Regions from separate parts of the Hordeum vulgare genome. Here all the other regions are linked to region 1. Evidence: chromatin contacts called from public Hi-C data. All regions are on one chromosome and are shown on one strand. The core of a region is the stretch at or near the end of the contact, and the rest is flanking DNA. Distances in the headings are between cores, read along the strand shown.

The links. Hi-C and Micro-C count contacts between places; a contact is called where the count stands out from the background.
Region 2: a Hi-C map of leaf shows a contact between it and region 1, with 3 times the contacts expected there. The contact joins two enhancer-like sites. A contact is called at or near these places in 3 of 6 Hi-C or Micro-C datasets (leaf and seedling) and 1 of 1 datasets of contacts at active chromatin or transcription factors (embryo).
Region 3: a contact with region 1 is called in a Hi-C map of leaf, with 5 times the contacts expected there. The contact joins two enhancer-like sites. A contact is called at or near these places in 4 of 6 Hi-C or Micro-C datasets (leaf and seedling).

What each region holds. Positions count from the first base shown.
Region 1 is chr4H:496,311,987-496,315,199 of MorexV3_pseudomolecules_assembly, forward strand. No RefSeq gene overlaps it. Among protein-coding and RNA genes, the nearest start is that of LOC123449127, 130 kb to the right of the region's middle. Within about 2 kb of position 1,410, at least 2 of the 3 cell types and tissues checked have open chromatin away from gene starts, as enhancers often do. A contact at or near this core is called in leaf, where this site is marked.
Region 2 is chr4H:496,143,797-496,146,839 of MorexV3_pseudomolecules_assembly, forward strand. No RefSeq gene overlaps it. Among protein-coding and RNA genes, the nearest start is that of LOC123449126, 12 kb to the left of the region's middle. Within about 2 kb of position 1,460, at least 3 of the 3 cell types and tissues checked have open chromatin away from gene starts, as enhancers often do. A contact at or near this core is called in leaf, where this site is marked.
Region 3 is chr4H:496,516,051-496,518,907 of MorexV3_pseudomolecules_assembly, forward strand. No RefSeq gene overlaps it. Among protein-coding and RNA genes, the nearest start is that of LOC123449128, 12 kb to the right of the region's middle. Within about 2 kb of position 1,586, at least 3 of the 3 cell types and tissues checked have open chromatin away from gene starts, as enhancers often do. A contact at or near this core is called in leaf, where this site is marked.

The DNA.
Region 1 (3,213 bases), core at 160-2,659:
AAGGGCATCTCCACGGCAGCCCCGCAAACCTCACGCATCCGTCCGGACCGCGAGATCCATCCAACGCGGGCATGTTTTAGTCTGTGGGGCGGTTCGAACGCGATTTCTTCCGCAAACGGAGGCAAAAATGGGGGAGGTTTGCATGACTCCGTACACAAGGAACGTCGCTATCCGACACCCCTGGCCCACCCAAAATCATTCCCGGACTCTGCGACTCCTCCTCCTCATTTTCTCTCCATCCTTCCTTCTCTCTTACCTCCGTCACCGCTCCACCACCCCGGCCACCACGCCACACCCCTGCCGAAATTCTACGTCTCTGTCACCTCCGGCGCTCCAACAGGGCTCCCGGCAGCTAGAAAGAATGTCGAGTGGGCATTTGGACTTCTGTAGGCCCGTTTTGCAGTTATTCATGGACGTGCAAAACAATGGGATCCGAAGACCTTGTGGGAGGTGATGACATATTTTGTGATCATGCACAACATAATCATAGGGGATGAGGGTGAAGATGCTGCCGCAACTCTGGAATTTGAGAACATAGGTGATCCTATCCAACTTTTGGAACAAAATCCGACCATATTTGAAAAGTTTATTCAAATGCATCAACAAACTCGGCATCAACCAACTCATGAGCAGCTAAAGAAAGATCTGATTCAGCATCAGTGGACGGTGAAAGAAAACAACACTGTTGAGTTGTAATATTTGAATTTTTATAAATCTAAAATAGTGATGCATGCGGCTATTTGAACGTTTATACCCTATGCATGCGACTATTTGATTGTGGAGACTTGATTTAAAAAAAAAATTAGATATGTGGGACTATGGTTGGATGACGGTCTTCCATATCCGTATCCATGAACTGATCCTTGTACGTGAATGGATGCAGAAAAAAATTATGGATTACCGTTCAAGATGCCCTAAGCTAAGCTAAGGTATAACCACTTAGTCTGTCCAACAGTGTATGTACAAGTAGGAGTACTCTACAGTACGCATGTGACGGTAAACATAAAACATCAAGTCAATCTCCATCCATCGTTCCGCGTGGAATAATTTGATCAGAGGCACAATCAATGGCTCGTTGATCTATCGTGCTCACCTGCCTGTCACCTTGTATTTAGCGCCGGAAGCTTTAGGCCTGTACATAAGCAGCCAGGACAGACTCGCTGATTCTTGCAGTGCAATCAAATCGTCTGAATACGCATTATCCCATGCAGCACAGGTACAGCCACTTGCAAAGACGTTGCACATCAGATGCGACATGAAATTTGTCCACTAGTCAACTGTGGGTGCCAACATCTGCAAGTGGTGGCAACTCCAAGCCGCTCATTTTCGGATCCCTGCGCTCGCCCTTTATTGAACGATACATACTTGAGGTTGAACAGGAAACGTGCCACCAGGTGAACCCACCACGTTTCACTTTCATTGGCAGAGAGAGGCAGAGGCCACAGAGGCCAGGCATTGGCCGCAGTTGGCCTGCCTGCTTCTGCTTGCCTCCTGCTTTCCCTTCACGGATGCCACCAGGCCAGGTATTGGTTCCAGTTGCACGGGTCCTTGGAGCAAATGAGAGATGGCTTCATGAGGGACAAAATTACTGTTTTGACCTTTTCTCCAAGCATAATCATAAATTAACCTTGGTTTGAAAAGTTTCATATTTTATCTTATTTGATCACCGTCAACATCCTTGACATCTAGTTTGCACGAAAGACGTCAATGTCCTGGATATTTCGTTGTGGCCCACACTCTAGTTGGCGCTGACGTGACAACGAAGAGTCGAAGAGACGACATCCATCTTGCCGTTTTGATAGATCTTCGTGTTTGATCCTAGTCCATTACTTAAACAAAAAGGGTTGTATGCATCATTAGTGAAGTTGCTTCCATAAATAATTTTCTTGATTAAATTCCGTAATTAATGTCTTGCAAACCGTCGCTGCAAAACGAATTAACTCTGAACCTAAATGCAATCAATGACGACAAGTATTTTCTCTGCAGTTCGACTTTGGGTGAGGCGTGAGGCTGGTTGTAATGGAAAGTATCATATACAAATATCATGGATATGATACTGGTGTATGATACTACATCCGTAATGTATAATATCATCCACTGTTTATAGGGGTCAAATCTAAAATCTCATCAACCAAGGTGAATTATGAATGGATGGTACTAGTTTTAACTAGCCAATAAAATATTTCTCACATATTCAATTTTCGAGGCAATAAATGTACATCCTCTTTTTCATTGGAATTGCATGGTGGGTGTAGAAAAAGATGCATGTGTAGCCATTAATTTTCTTTCTCTAATCTCTATGAATTAAATATGATGTGGGGCTCAAAATACTTTAACTCAATTAGACTTAAAATGAGCCTAATATAATGAAAATTTGAAATTTTGAGATAAGCCTATAAGGACTGTGCCAATGGAGGTTTCTTAGCACGGGTTCATATGCATTTTGCTGATGTGTCACACTAATTAATGATGAGATAGACTAGGGTTCTATCTTAGCTAAGGTACATCATTTGCACGTCACCATAGGTAAAAATGGTTAATAGCCAAATCACATATATGCACGAGCACCAAATCATTAAATTTAAAGACAACCTTTAAGAAACAATGCATTGTGTTATTAGTCCTTTAAGTTAATAATGTTCCTATGATAACGTGTTAAGAAACGATGCATTGACACATGCCTAAACCGGAAAGGAGGGAGTATGTTAGTATCATAGAATAATTTAATTATTGCCATCCATGACACATAGTATCACAATATTTAATATGATACGGTATCATAATATGATACTCAACTATCTCATTCTTCATTTAATTTTATGCCACCTCATCAAATATGTCTAGTTGACATGTATGATACTATTAATGATACTCTCATTACGACCAACAAAAGGGGGTGGGAGAAGGAGCGTATTTCTAGGAGATCAATAAGGTGATTCGATTTTCAAGTAATTAATCGCTTGGACAACTTAGGGCGTGTTTGTTTTAGAAGTCCCAGGACTTTTTTTAGTCTCAGCTAAAAAGTCCCTAGTCCCTATCCGTTTGTTTCCATGGGCTAAACAGGGACTAGAGGTCATTAAATGACATGCAAAAAGACCTTGTTACCCCTAGTAATGTATTAGAAGTTATTAAATGACATGCTAAAAGTAGGGGCACTGTTGGAAAAAGCCCCAAAAAAGTCTCAAAAAGACCCTTCCATAGGGCTTCTTCCTT
Region 2 (3,043 bases), core at 210-2,709, 170 kb before region 1:
AACATGAAAAAAAGAAAAGAAAAATGAATTCTCATGCAAGAACCTAGCTATGTGCGTAGTTCGAGATGAATATAATAAATGTGAAGAAAGAGATAAAAAGAAGATAAGAAAAATACTAATCTTATAGCCAACTTATAACTTTCTTGTATGAGATCATCTACAACCGGATCCCTTATACCCTTCTTAAATGCCCGGACATGACGCCCGGTCTTAAAATTTTGACCCACGGGTCTCTTATACTGGCCTCAAACGTCCGGGTTGACCGACACCCCCTCATTTCCAGCCCAAATATGGGACGGATATGGAGGAGTACGGACACGTCTGTCATGTCAGCCTGACGACTTGGCTCCACGCGGACTCGGGCGCCTTGATTGTCACCGCGGTGTGAACGCCGCATGGCGCCGCTTCAGTTCCCCGCCTGAGGTCGGGCCCAGCTATTTAAGCCGGTCGGCGCCCCCAACCAACCCTAGCTCATTCGCCTTTTCCTTCTCTTCGCCACCACCAAAGCCCGTTCGTCTCCTCTCGTAGTTCCCTCTCCGTCAGGATGATCCGGCGGCTCATCACCTCCTACGTGCAGCTCACTCCGGAGCGGTGCCTTTAAATTGAGGCGCATATCTAGGCTTGCTGCGTCGCCCGCATCACTGCGGGTCTCCTTCTAGACTCATCGAAGACGGAGCAGGAGGAGGAGGAGCAGCCGGAGGCCATGGAGGAGGACGACCCGGAGGAGGAGGCTCCCGGCTTGAGCATGGTGGAGGTGGAGGCGGAGTTCACCGTCTCCCAATCGAAGGAGATGGCGGAGTAGCAGGCCATCCTGGATTCCACCAGGTAAGAGGCCGTGGTGGAGGCCAACCGCCGGCTCATCCGACAGAGGCAGGCGAAGGACGGCGTCCTTTTCGACGAGCTGGACGCGGAGGAGGCCCCACCGGAGCAGCCGGAGGGGGTGAAGCTGCGACACGCAGTCATTTATTCGTCGGAGGGCACGGAGATTGTCGACATCTTCGACGAGGAGTAGATAAGTTCTACGTAGTACGTAGGTTTCATACCTTGCATGTTTTTGTATGGATTTGAGGATCCTAATATGAGATGTTTGGATGTAGAATGAATTATTTGAGACGTGACAGTTTAGTGTCCGCGGACGCGCCGGACGCGTTCGTTTGTGTTTGAGGGATCAAATTTGCAAGGTCTAGTCGTAGATGCTGTGAGTGAATGTATGTATCGGCTATAGATACTATATGCTCTATCAAACTAGCTCCACCGTTGAAAGCAAGGCGATGGGTGACTGTCTATGTGAGGAGGGAGGGAGCCACCACACAGCTAGCCCATGCATGATGCATCAGATTCAGCCACGTACGACCCATGCAGCTGCAGGGTCGCAGTTGCAAGTGGCAAGGTGCCCGCGAAGCAAGCGAGGAAAGGAAAAGGAAACAGGCCAGCTGCCTGCATCGTTGCACGTACGGACGTACCCCCCATGCCCATGCATGCACGCCGTCGTACGTACGGCGATGAGGCCGGCCAGGGAGCACTAGAGTGGCTAGGCGGGCAAAGCACTCCGGAGCAAGTAGACAAACCAGAACAGCAAGGCGACCAGGGACGGTCGGCGAGCCACTGCCTGGCCAGCAAGCAAAGCAAAGCAATGGGCGCGTACAGCGTGCTGCGCCGGCCTCTGCCCAAAAGGATGCAATACGCTGCGTGCATCCCGAGGAGATATGGTCGGTCGTGTACTGCGTGCTATAGCTCGTACCACTGTTCCATCACATTCGTACCAAGCCCCCAGGTAAGGCGGACAGGTGGGCATGGTCCTAGATTGGTGCATCACGGGCAGTTTTACGGCCGATCCCATGTTACTCCCTACGTGTCGGTTTATAGCATGTGTATTGTGTACGACGTTTTAGATATCAATTTAATTAATTAAATATAAGTTATATGTCACTCAAAGTACATATCATTGAATTCTTAAGAGGATATAGTTTTTATTTTTTTTATTAAATACTCACTCCGTCACAAAATTCTTGTCTTAGATTTTTCTAGAAATGAACGTATCTAAATACTAAAACATGACTATGAATATCTAGATAAATCTAAGATACGAATTTTGAAACGAAGGAAGTATAATACATATTTAACTTGTTAAATTATCAACCTAAAACGACACACATGCTTTAGAAACCAAGGCAGAGGAAGTAGCATCTATTACAATGTTTGTCACTTTACATGAGCTTAAAGCCCAACCACTTAGAATTTAGAGGGAAATGGTACATCCCCGATTCCATTTTCTGTAAAATGAAACCAAACACCGTTCCCTTGTTGCAACGAAGCTCGCGGTAAAATGCAAACCTAAGCAGCAAATAGGAACAGAACAGACATGTCAGAAAGCAAGTAAAAAACAAAAGACTCCGACAAACATAAAGTTTAGTAAAATGCTATCTAGCTAACGTCGATCTTTTGGCAATCTCCGACGAATAGGATACCCGTCATTGGATGGCCGCACGAATCTTAAAGCAGAGGAGAGGAGGCACATCAACTATGAACCTCCCTCGCTAGAACACAAAAAATGGTGCACGTGCTCTTCTATTCAAATAAACCCGCCCAGTGCAGTGGCTAGCACCTCAAGCCTCCACCGGGAGACTCGAGTTTGAATCTCAGTTTCTCCTTTTCTTATTAGGTGGCAAAAATATGCAAAAAATGTCCATGTATCTATGGAAAATATATTTTACACACCATGTCATTATTTCAATTCGACCATGACAATTTTGTTAATTACACCATGACAGTTCTATTGTAGGTACCATGCCAATTTAACTATTTAGACCATGATAAATTTTGTAGGTAGCACGATAATTTAACTATTTATTAGATCGTGGTAGTGTTTTTATAGGCAGCAAAAAAATTCATTTTTTAGACCATGTCAATTTTTTGAGTTAGACCATGGTAATTTATTGTAAGTAGCATGGCAATTTTATTATTTTAGACCATGGCAATATTTTTAGTTAGACCACGACAATTTTATTAATTAGACCATGGTAATTTTACTATAGGTAACATG
Region 3 (2,857 bases), core at 336-2,835, 200 kb after region 1:
GCAAGTACCAATATCAAGTCTGGGACATAAACTCTGGTGGGCAGGGAATACCACTCTCCTCCTAACGATCCAGTCACAGATTCACTAGATCAATCTATTTAATATGTTTGATCCACATGTTAATATGGTGACAGCCTTTTAAGTAACTTTATAACTCGTGTAAACTTTTAGGGGGTTATAACGAAGCAAAATTCTTATTTAAAAAATCCGGGAAAACCGTGATTATTGTATCTCCTTTTCATTCGTGCACATTTTTTTCTCTTGCGAGACATGGATGAATGCAGCCATTGAGTATGTTTTCATTATTTCATATGCATTGTACATATGAAAGCGGTCGTTGCAAAGGACTCGCTCCATGGAGCCCTTTTTGTGTAGCTTGCGAATAGTCGAATTAGTTGATGAAACTTTATTTATACTTGAAGAACATATAGACAAATTACTTGATCAAATTTCATACATACTTGAAGTGTGTACATGTTCTTCAAGTATGTATAATGTTTGATCAACTAATTGGATTATTTGTATGCTATGCAAAGAAGGCAAATATCTGACCAAAATGCAACAAAGAAGAAGCCCATTTTAATCTTTATATTTTGTAAGTACATCACATATGAACATATGTGTTCATGAAATTTTGTTCATGTATACTACAAATATTTGTCATGTGTACACATCTTAACCGAACTTTTTGAGATGTGAAATTGGCGTTTGTTTCTGAAATAAATAAACAAATAGCTCGGCCGCTGCATGCACTTTCCGTTGTATATACTCTTATGGGCTCGTGGTAGACTGGTAGTACAACGGTACACAACTCAACCGACGCTTTTTGAAACTATACTTTTCCACGGGCTACATTATTACGCTTAGAAACAAAGCGAAAAAAAGTAAACAAATACGGACGCGTACAGGGATGAGCAGTGATCGTATCTTGTGTAATGGTGTCAGGTCACCGTCGGTACGCGACGCATCACTTGAGTCGTTGATCGGTAGGCCGTACATGTCAATCCTTACGTATGTACATGCGCGTCTCTATATATGGTCCTGCTTCTTTTCATGGAGCGACCAACTAATTGACATGTCTGCACAGTGTACATCGTGATTTAACTATATTTCGGTGTATCGTAGATCGCCGGAAAAGGCAGAAGCGTGAGCGTGTACGTGTCGTATCAATTAATTATACATACTAGTATGTAGAGCAGAAGCTTAGATTTAGTTTTTTCCTTTTGCAATTTCTTTTTTCAGATCTTCTTAGATTAAGTGCTTGGTGGCCTCGTTACCTGAGTGAAGTTTCTGGATGTGGAAACAACTGGATGCCGTAGCTACCTATGAAGGCTTTCCGCCCGTCGAAATCACAATTGACCAACTAACAAAGCACTGCAGTCAGTGGGAGTAGTAGAAGTGGTACGTTCAGCTAGAGAGACAATATATAGAGATCACACGTAGAAGTAGTACTAGGCTACTTGGGTAAACCTGTGATTCCCGGCTTTGAACAGTATTGTTCACTAGCTAGCCTAGGGTAAACCGTTAGAGCGCGCATACGTCCATCCGCACCGACGATATACACAGACAGGACACGGCTCACAAGACAAACGCATGGCCGATCAGCGGTCACGTCCGGACGTGGCGCTAGCTGCCTCTTCCCTGTCCCGCTCCACGACGACGAGCGGGCGGACGGGCGGGCGACGACGAAAACGTCAATGAACTCGCTCGCCGGGCGGTCGGTCGGAGTACCGTTGTACGTAGAGCGCGCGCCCGGTCTCGGCGGCGAAGTGGCGATGATAATGATGAGGGTGCGGCACGGGTCCGAGCCCTGGGAGAGGTGGTGTTGGTCAGTAGGGGGCAGAGGAGGCTGTTCATCCCTGATTGCCGCTTTGCCAGTTGAGGCTCTTTCCCAAGTGTTGTTAGCGTGTACCGATCAGATCAGGTGGGTGGCTGAAAGCAGAGGCTGGGAACAAACAAGCGCGCGTTCCCGTCGCTGCGCTTGATCATTGCCTCAGAATCGATGGATGTCGATAGAACTGTAAATTCTTTTGCCGGTCCACCAGGAATTATGGAATTCGAGGACCAGGTGACCGCGGCCCGAATACCATGCGTAAAGTGAAGAAGAAGAAAATGCACACTCTCGTTTGAGAACTCGGAATCACTGACTAAGAGGTATCATTCGCAAAGTTTACTCCCACCTTATTCGCTCATGATAAATGATGTACTGCATGTGTATACTATCACAAGCTTAGAGTTTTATATACATTCATTATCTGAATGTTATATCTCTTGAACGTAGCAAATTTTTCGAAAGAAAAAAAGAGGTCACAAAACCTTGCAACATCCATTGGGCGCAGGAAAAAAACACATTCCCGCGGGTGCGCCCAACGTGCGACATGTGATAGCGTTGGGACACATCCACTTCAGTAGCGCCCGAAGTGATATGCGCTGGGACTCCGTTGAGAACTAGCAAATCCTATCTCACTCTCGTGGAGTCAAAATAACGCGCAGACGCCGCATACCAATTTGGGCTGACCCTCTACATTCAAGGTGATTACTGGTTTCCACGTGGGCTTCGTCAAGATCTCCAATTTGATGCATTTTGCGTCAAATAAACACCCGATGCACAGGACATCCCTTCGACAGGGCTAGCCCAGTGAAGCTGCAGCGGAAACTGTACCAAACAGGCTACTATAGTGGTACATCGACACTAGCAACCGGAGGTTCTGTACCAAGACGGTTTACTATAGTCATCGGTTCAGTGTAGCAAACTGGTTTTCTGGTTATCTCTTTTTATTTTGATCTTTTCAAAAAGTATGAATGGGTAAATATTTTTTTGAAAAGGACAAACATGTTTTGAAAACACAATTTGTTT